Regions from separate parts of the Mus musculus genome. Here region 1 is linked to region 2. A link is a contact called in public Hi-C data. All regions are on one chromosome and are shown on one strand. Each heading gives the region's core, a stretch centred on a gene start, on an enhancer-like site or on the middle of the called end of the contact. The rest is flanking DNA. Distances are from core to core; before and after follow the strand shown.

Region 1 (3,550 bases), core at 753-3,252, 1.1 Mb before region 2:
GATAGGAGAGGGACCCAACAGGGAAGGGATGGGCCATTACAGGTAGGTGACACTTACTATATATCCAGCTTCCAGAGAGTGACGGGAGAAGGCCTGAGAAAGACCAGAGTCCAGAAGTAAGGGAGGCTGACTGACCAAGCAACTGTACAAAGCCACTACTCCCAGCAAGACCTTCAAGAGGACTTAAAAGCTACTCTCCATCATGCTCTTGTTTCTCTGTTTACTTCCACCTCCGCTACCAACCAGCTTACTATTTTCCTAATACTCTAGGTTCTCAAATCTTAAAACTGTATTCAAAACAACTTTTCCTCACTTCTTTCCTCAGCAAACTTCTGACTACACTGGGGCCCAAGACGTTCTAGGGGGCTTTCCCTAACCGCAACCCTCTGCCCATCCCCCAGACAGAATGAGTGGCTTCCTCATGTGGGTTTCTGTAGCACTTTGCCTAGATCTCTCCCAGATCACTGCCTTACACAGCTGCTCAAGCTAGTCTAGGTGCTTGCTTTTTGGCTGTTTCTTTCCCCTTAGGCTGCCACCAGCTAGAGGAAAGGACAGGACATCTCTTATTTATAATTCAGCTGTCTTTGATGTATCTCTTGAATTATCAGCTTGTTAGTAGTATACATAGCACAAGCAAAAGCAAGTGAGTTTGACTCTAGTTAGGTCCTTCAGACCTGGATTGGAGATGGGGCTGCTGTCCAATTTGTTCTGCCTTCCCCTGTGCTCCTAGACACTAGGATTACTGCTGGGATCGGCAGTTGTGATGCTCGTGGGAAGTCAGTCTACAGGAATGATATATTCCGACTGAACAAATTGGAAGGACTGGAATCTGGGACATGCTCACCTCTTTCCTTCTTCGCTTATTGGGCCATTTACGGGGCCTATCCCCAGAGGGTCGGCCAGGCTCACGGTCTGAGCTGTCCCCTGGTTCCCCAGTGGCCCCACTGGAGCCCCCCCTCTTCCGTTTCCCAGAATGCTTCAGCCGATGTTCCAGTCGTTCTGGGGGCTGAAGAGATGCATCCTTCTGTAGAAGAGGTGGTGGAAATGTGGTTGGAGAAAGAAAAGCTCCTTAACTCTCTAAGGGTGACCAAGTTACTCAAGTGCCTCTCAAGCAGGGGAACCTAGGTAGTCCCCAGACACTAGCTCTACCTCCTCCCACCCCAGGGTGGGGCAGAAACCCGGCAAGAGGAGCCGGTTGCTCTGGTTTGGGGTGTCACCACTGCCCCCTCAACCCCATCCTCTGTAAGGGCTATACCCTTCTCTCTGCCCTTCTGACCCACCTCCCAAAGACCCCCAAATCCCATTAGGGCACACCTGCAAGGCCTCAAGGCTGGCAAAGCTAGCGATGGCAAAACCATCGATCAGGTCTTCCTCCTCTTCCTCCTCCTCAGGCTCCTCCTCGGCTTCTCCGTCGTCTGCGCCCCCCTCTTCCTCCTCGTCCTCTTCCTCTCCGCGGCTGCCCGAACCGGCAGGCCGCTTCCGAGCTCGCGGTCTCGGGGGTCGAGGCCTGGGTCGGGGCCGCCGCCGTCGTAGGCCCCCAGGCCGCTCTCCAGATGAAGCTGACGACCAGGGACGGGCGGGCGGCGGCGGTGACGAGGAGGATGAAGAGCCTCGCGGGGCGGCCAACAAGGCCCGGGGCGCGTCACCGCCTGGACCTCGGCGGCGCCGCTGCTCCCGATCACGGTCTCGCCGCGAGCAGCGTCTCCGTCGCCGCTCCCCTTCAGCTGCCCAGCCCGGGCCTGGGGCCGCGGCCGTCTCCATGGTGACGGCCCTCAGCGCCGCATCCGGAGGCGGCGGGGCCCGAAGCGGCCTGTCCACAGGCCCCGGGTCGCGAGCGCGGCGCTGGCGCTTGCACAGGGACGGGAGAGCTCCGGCTTCCTCTTTAAAACAGGATCCGCTGGCCTCTGGCTTGCCCCAAGGCCAAGGCCCAGAGAGCCGGCGCCGCCCCCGGGGCGACAAGCCTGAAGGCCCCCCCTGTAGGGCTGGCGGGGCCGCGACGACTAAAACTGGGCGGCCGTCCCTTTAAGGCGAGGCCTCAAATTGTCCAGCCCCCGGCCCCTTTAAGACGACTCCACCGTGTCCGGCTGGTCTAGTGCGGTGGCGGCCCCGTGCCAGGGGTCGAGGCAAGTCTCCCAGAGGAAGAGGAAGGACCACCCCTTTAAAAGGGGCGGAAAGCACGACTTCCCCTTTAAAAGTGTCTCAAGTCCTCCGGCTGAAAGAGGCCACCCCTTTAAAGAGTCCAGAGGCCTTCAAACAGCGAGTCGTCCCTTTTTAGAGAGCGTAGCTAAGTTTCTAGCCCTTCACAGGCTGTCACTTCCCCTTTAAGATGAATTTAATGAACTTCTTGCGTGGGGCAGGAGGTAGGAAAACTCCACTTGCCCCAATTCTTCCAGCAGGAGTTGTTTGTCAGCTTCTGCTGTCCCCTTTAAGACTGGCGTTGGAGTCGGCCGAGTTCGGTACCCACCCCTTTAAGGAGATTTAACGAGGTCTCCGCCTCCCGTAGCCTTGAAAGGTGCAAGGGGGCGGAGCCTGCCGTCCAAAGTCCCGGATGTGAGGCAACGGTGACGGATAGAGCTTCTCTCTCTGTCCTCCGACATAAAAGACTCTTCCTCCTTTCCTCCGTTCCTAACCGGCTTGTAGCTAGAAGGATCCGGAAAGGCCACTGGACAGTGAGGAACTCCGCCGTATCCTCCTGTTGTCTTCTTCGGCGTCTACGGCTCTTCTCCACCAGAACTTCCCTGCCCCTCCTCCCTCTTCCTCCTCAGCCAACGCCTCCTTCCTCTCTCCGCCTCCTTCCCCCTCCCTCCGAGGCTCAGTCGTTTATAGGTTGGCAAGTAAACGTCAATGCAAAGGGCGGAGTCAAAGTCGCCGGAGTGCCGGACGTAACAGCCTTCAAATGTGGGATTGGGTTGTCAGGTTAGCCCCGCCCTCCCCAGGTCTTGTGACTGGACTGGTCCGAAGTAGGTGTTTGGAGCAGTTCCTTAGGCCACCCGCCTCTTCCTGCTCTCTGTTTATTGGCCATCTACTGAGAGACAGTGCGAGGCACTGGGAGGTGGTGCCTGGAGTGGTAGGCAGCAGGCCACTGGTAGGCGTTAGGCTGTCCTAGGTGCGCTTTTCTGGTGTGTAGTGGCTGCCTTTTTGCCTGTTGGTATTTCGCGCAAGCGCATGGCGCTAATGCCTTCTGCCCGTCTTTGGGCGGATCTGTCTACCGTGGCGTCTCAGAAAACCCAAGCACGATCCGCGAGAGTCAGAGGTGGGGCGGAGACCAAGCTCCCAGTGGCCGTCCCTTCCTGTGCTCAACAATAATAAACACTTTGCACTCCAGTGCGAAGTACTCTCTCACATTAATTCACTTGGTAATGAGTTCCGAGGTAAATATTTGCTCTCCGATCCATTTTACCAAAGGTATCTGTATACAAACTGCCAGGATTCTAGCTCCAGAGTGAAGGTCCTGGCCACTGTGCCACCAACTGCAGCACTTAGGTTGTACCACTCTGATCTGATTGTTTAATGTATCATTAGTGTGTGGGCATGATGTATGTGAGGGTGC
Region 2 (3,193 bases), core at 505-3,004:
GTAAATCCCTTCATGCTCACTGCTCCCCTCCTAACCTTCAATCCATCTGCCACGGACTCAGCTTTTCTCAAATGCCAACATGATTTAAAAAAAAAATTTTTTTTGAGATAGAGACTCATTAGATAGCCCAGATAGAGTCAGTTTTCTGGGTTCAAGTGACCCACTTGCCTCCTGAGCATGTGGGATGCCTGGTGCGTGTGTCCAGACACTAGGTTTTCATTTGAATTGAGTAATGCAGTAGGCAACCTATTATGTCACGTTTCTTTCATCTCACAGTGTTTTACGTTTTTAATCTTTTATTACGTTTTTATTTTGTGTGCATGTCATGGCACATGTGTGAGGTAGAGGACAGCTTGTGGCAGGCAATCCTCTTCTGCCATTTGGATAGGGACAGAACTCAGATTGTCAGTATTGGTACCAAGTATTTTATCCTCTGAGCCACCTTGCTGGCCCTTACCTATTTTCGAACTCTCAATCTCTCTCTCTCTCTAACTTTCTCTTTCTCTCTCTCTTTCTTTCTCTGTCTCTGTATCTCATCATTATCTAGTCCAGGCTGACTTAAGACTCAATACAGTCCAGTCTTCAAATCCTCAAACTTTTATCTGCCTCTTCCTCTGCTGTGCTGAGAGGGATATTAAAAAAAAAAGATTTATTTTCTGTATATGGATACACTGTCGCTCTCTTCAGATACACTAGAGTAGGGCATTGGATCCAATGGTTGTGAGCCACTATGTGGGATTTGAACTCAGGACCTCTGAAAGAACAGTCAGTGTTCTTAACCACTGAGCCATCTCCAGCCCCAAGAGGAATCTTTAATTTTTTGTTTTGTTTTGTTTTGTTTTTTGTTTTGTCGAGACTGGGTCTTATGTACCCAAAGCCACATTAAAGTTAACTATTGCTATGTATCAAGGACCACTTTGAACTTCCAATTCTCCTCCTTCTACCTTTTGCAACGGGCTGGGTGAATGAGGTACTGGGGACTTGAGCCCAGGGTTTCAGGAATGCTTGGCAGTATTTACTATCAACTGAACTACATCCCAGTTCTGGAAGTGGGATCACAAAACAGTATTTTCATAGAATCATAGTATTTTGCATTCAGAATGTATGTATATTAAGGAAAACTAGCAACCTGAGACGGTTCGCCATGGAACACCTTTAATCCCAGCCTTCTGAAGGCAAAGGCAGGTGGATGCCTGTGAATTGGTGGCCACACTGGTCAAAAAAGGGAATTCCAGGACAGTCAGACATACAGAGAAACCTTGGAAATAAAAGAAAGAAAAATGAAAAAACAAGCCAAAAAAAAAAAAGCCTCTGCTCCGTGGGTGCTGAGATAAAAGGTTTGTTTAATTCACTGCCACACCTAGTGGGATTTTTTTTTTGTATGTTTTGTTTTCAAGACTAAAGGTATTAAAGGCATGTGCCACCAGCCAGATTGAGTTTGTTGTTGTTGGTTTATGATAAGGTTCCTCCGTGTAGCCCTGGTCACCCGGGAACTTGCTCAGTAAACCAGGCTAGCCTCGACCACAGAGATCGGCTGCCTCTGTCTCTTTAGTGCTGGGATTAGAGCCATATGCCATTTTTTGGTGCAGGGTACATTGCAGTTCATTGGTTCTGAGCCTCCGCCTGTCCTCCAGGAGAGACACCAGAGGGCGCGAGGACACTAGTCTTGGTTGGAGAAAAACTCGAGGCCATAGACAAAACATCCTCTTCCTCCTAAACTCTAGCATCTTTTCTTGGAGGCAGGGTCTCACTCAGTATGTAGCCCTGGCTGACCTGGAACTCGCTATGTAAACCAGGCTGTCCTTGAAATTGCAAAGATCTCCGTCCTTCTGCCTTCTCCTGGGACTAAAGGTATGCGCTACTACGCCCGACTCTATAGGAATCTAAATGTCCACAGTGAAAGCTCATGATTGGTAAACAAAAGGAGGCAGCTGCTCGCCGCTATTCATCCAACAATTACTGAGCAATGAAGCCATCAGCCAGTCACTGAAGAAGAAAAGAGGAAACAACTCACTAGCATCTGTAGAGATGTAATATTTCCAAATAATCCACTATCTCGTGAAATCGGATAAATGGGTATTCCATCTAGGCGATTGATTACACCAGCTTGCGAGGCCCCCTGGAGGCTACTGGTGGAAGTAGGAACGAGCGTCGGGTTACCATAGCGGAGGAGCCCTAGAAACCCTGGAGGCTTCCGTAGGCGGTGGCAGGTCACGTGTTCAATCCTTGCACCGGGTGACTTTCTCCGGTAGGGCTCCGGTGTCACATGACCTGCTCTTGGGCAACATGGCGGCAGTTGTGTTGCTGAGCTTGGACTGAGCAACAGCGAGTGTGGCGCGCTCCTTCCCGGGCTTTGGAGTGCGTCAGCGTGAGAAGAGGGACTGGGTCCTGGTCTTCCTGCTCCTGTCCCAGCGTCACCTGCACCTCCTGTGTGCTCTCCTCTGTCGGAACCAGAGGGAATGACGAAGCCCAGGGCTTTTCGCAGTGGTGCACTGTGCATCGGACCACGCTCCTAGGCGATAGTGGGCAAGTCTTCTCGCAGTCCTCTCTCCAACCTCCTTCCGTCGGAGGTAGGACCGAAGCGTGGGCGGTTGCGATTCCCCAGGGACCATGGCCGGGTCCGACACGGCGCCCTTCCTCAGCCAAGCAGATGATCCTGATGACGGGCCAGCGCCCGGCCATCCGGGGTTGCCAGGACCCATGGGGAATCCAAAGTCCGGGGAACTCGAGGTCCCAGACTGTGAGGGGCTACAGCGCATCACTGGCTTATCTCGGGGCCATTCGACCCTCATAGTGGTGGTTCTGTGCTACATTAACCTCCTGAACTACATGGACCGCTTCACCGTGGCAGGTACGCACTGATGCTCCGAAGAAGGGATATAGGCAAGGGAGAAGTTCCCCAGGATAGGGTCGCCTCTTGGCGCTCATTCTTTGTTTTTTCTTTCCAGGGGTTCTTACAGACATCGAGCAGTTCTTTAACATCGGAGATGGTAGTACTGGCCTCATCCAGACTGGTGAGTGAGGCTACTGCCCACACAACCCCTCGTTCTTAATTGCCTCAAGTAGGCCTACATACATGCAGGTTTGCCTAGTGAAGCTTTAGTGGCCAGGGCTCTTGGAGGCAATGGCCGTGGCTGCTCTTGGGCTGTCCACTTGAGCTGGGACATCGCACAGAGGGAGCCAGCTAGTTATT

The links. A called contact is a pair of places that touch in the nucleus more often than the background predicts.
Region 1: a contact with region 2 is called in a Hi-C map of B cells, with 6 read pairs. The contact joins the promoter of Fbrs here to the promoter of Spns1 in region 2. A contact is called at or near these places in 1 of 39 promoter capture datasets (pre-B cells) and 1 of 484 Hi-C or Micro-C datasets (B cells).

The regions. Positions count from the first base shown.
Region 1 is chr7:127,477,410-127,480,959 of GRCm38.p6, reverse strand. It overlaps Fbrs (fibrosin), which reads right to left and starts at 2,002. Exons shown (of 18, transcript NM_010183.2): 1 at 1,315-2,002; 2 at 845-1,024; 3 at 58-93. The coding sequence starts at 1,761.
Region 2 is chr7:126,376,495-126,379,687 of GRCm38.p6, reverse strand. It overlaps Spns1 (spinster homolog 1), which reads left to right and starts at 1,754. Exons shown (of 12, transcript NM_023712.3): 1 at 1,754-2,851; 2 at 2,949-3,014. The coding sequence starts at 2,611.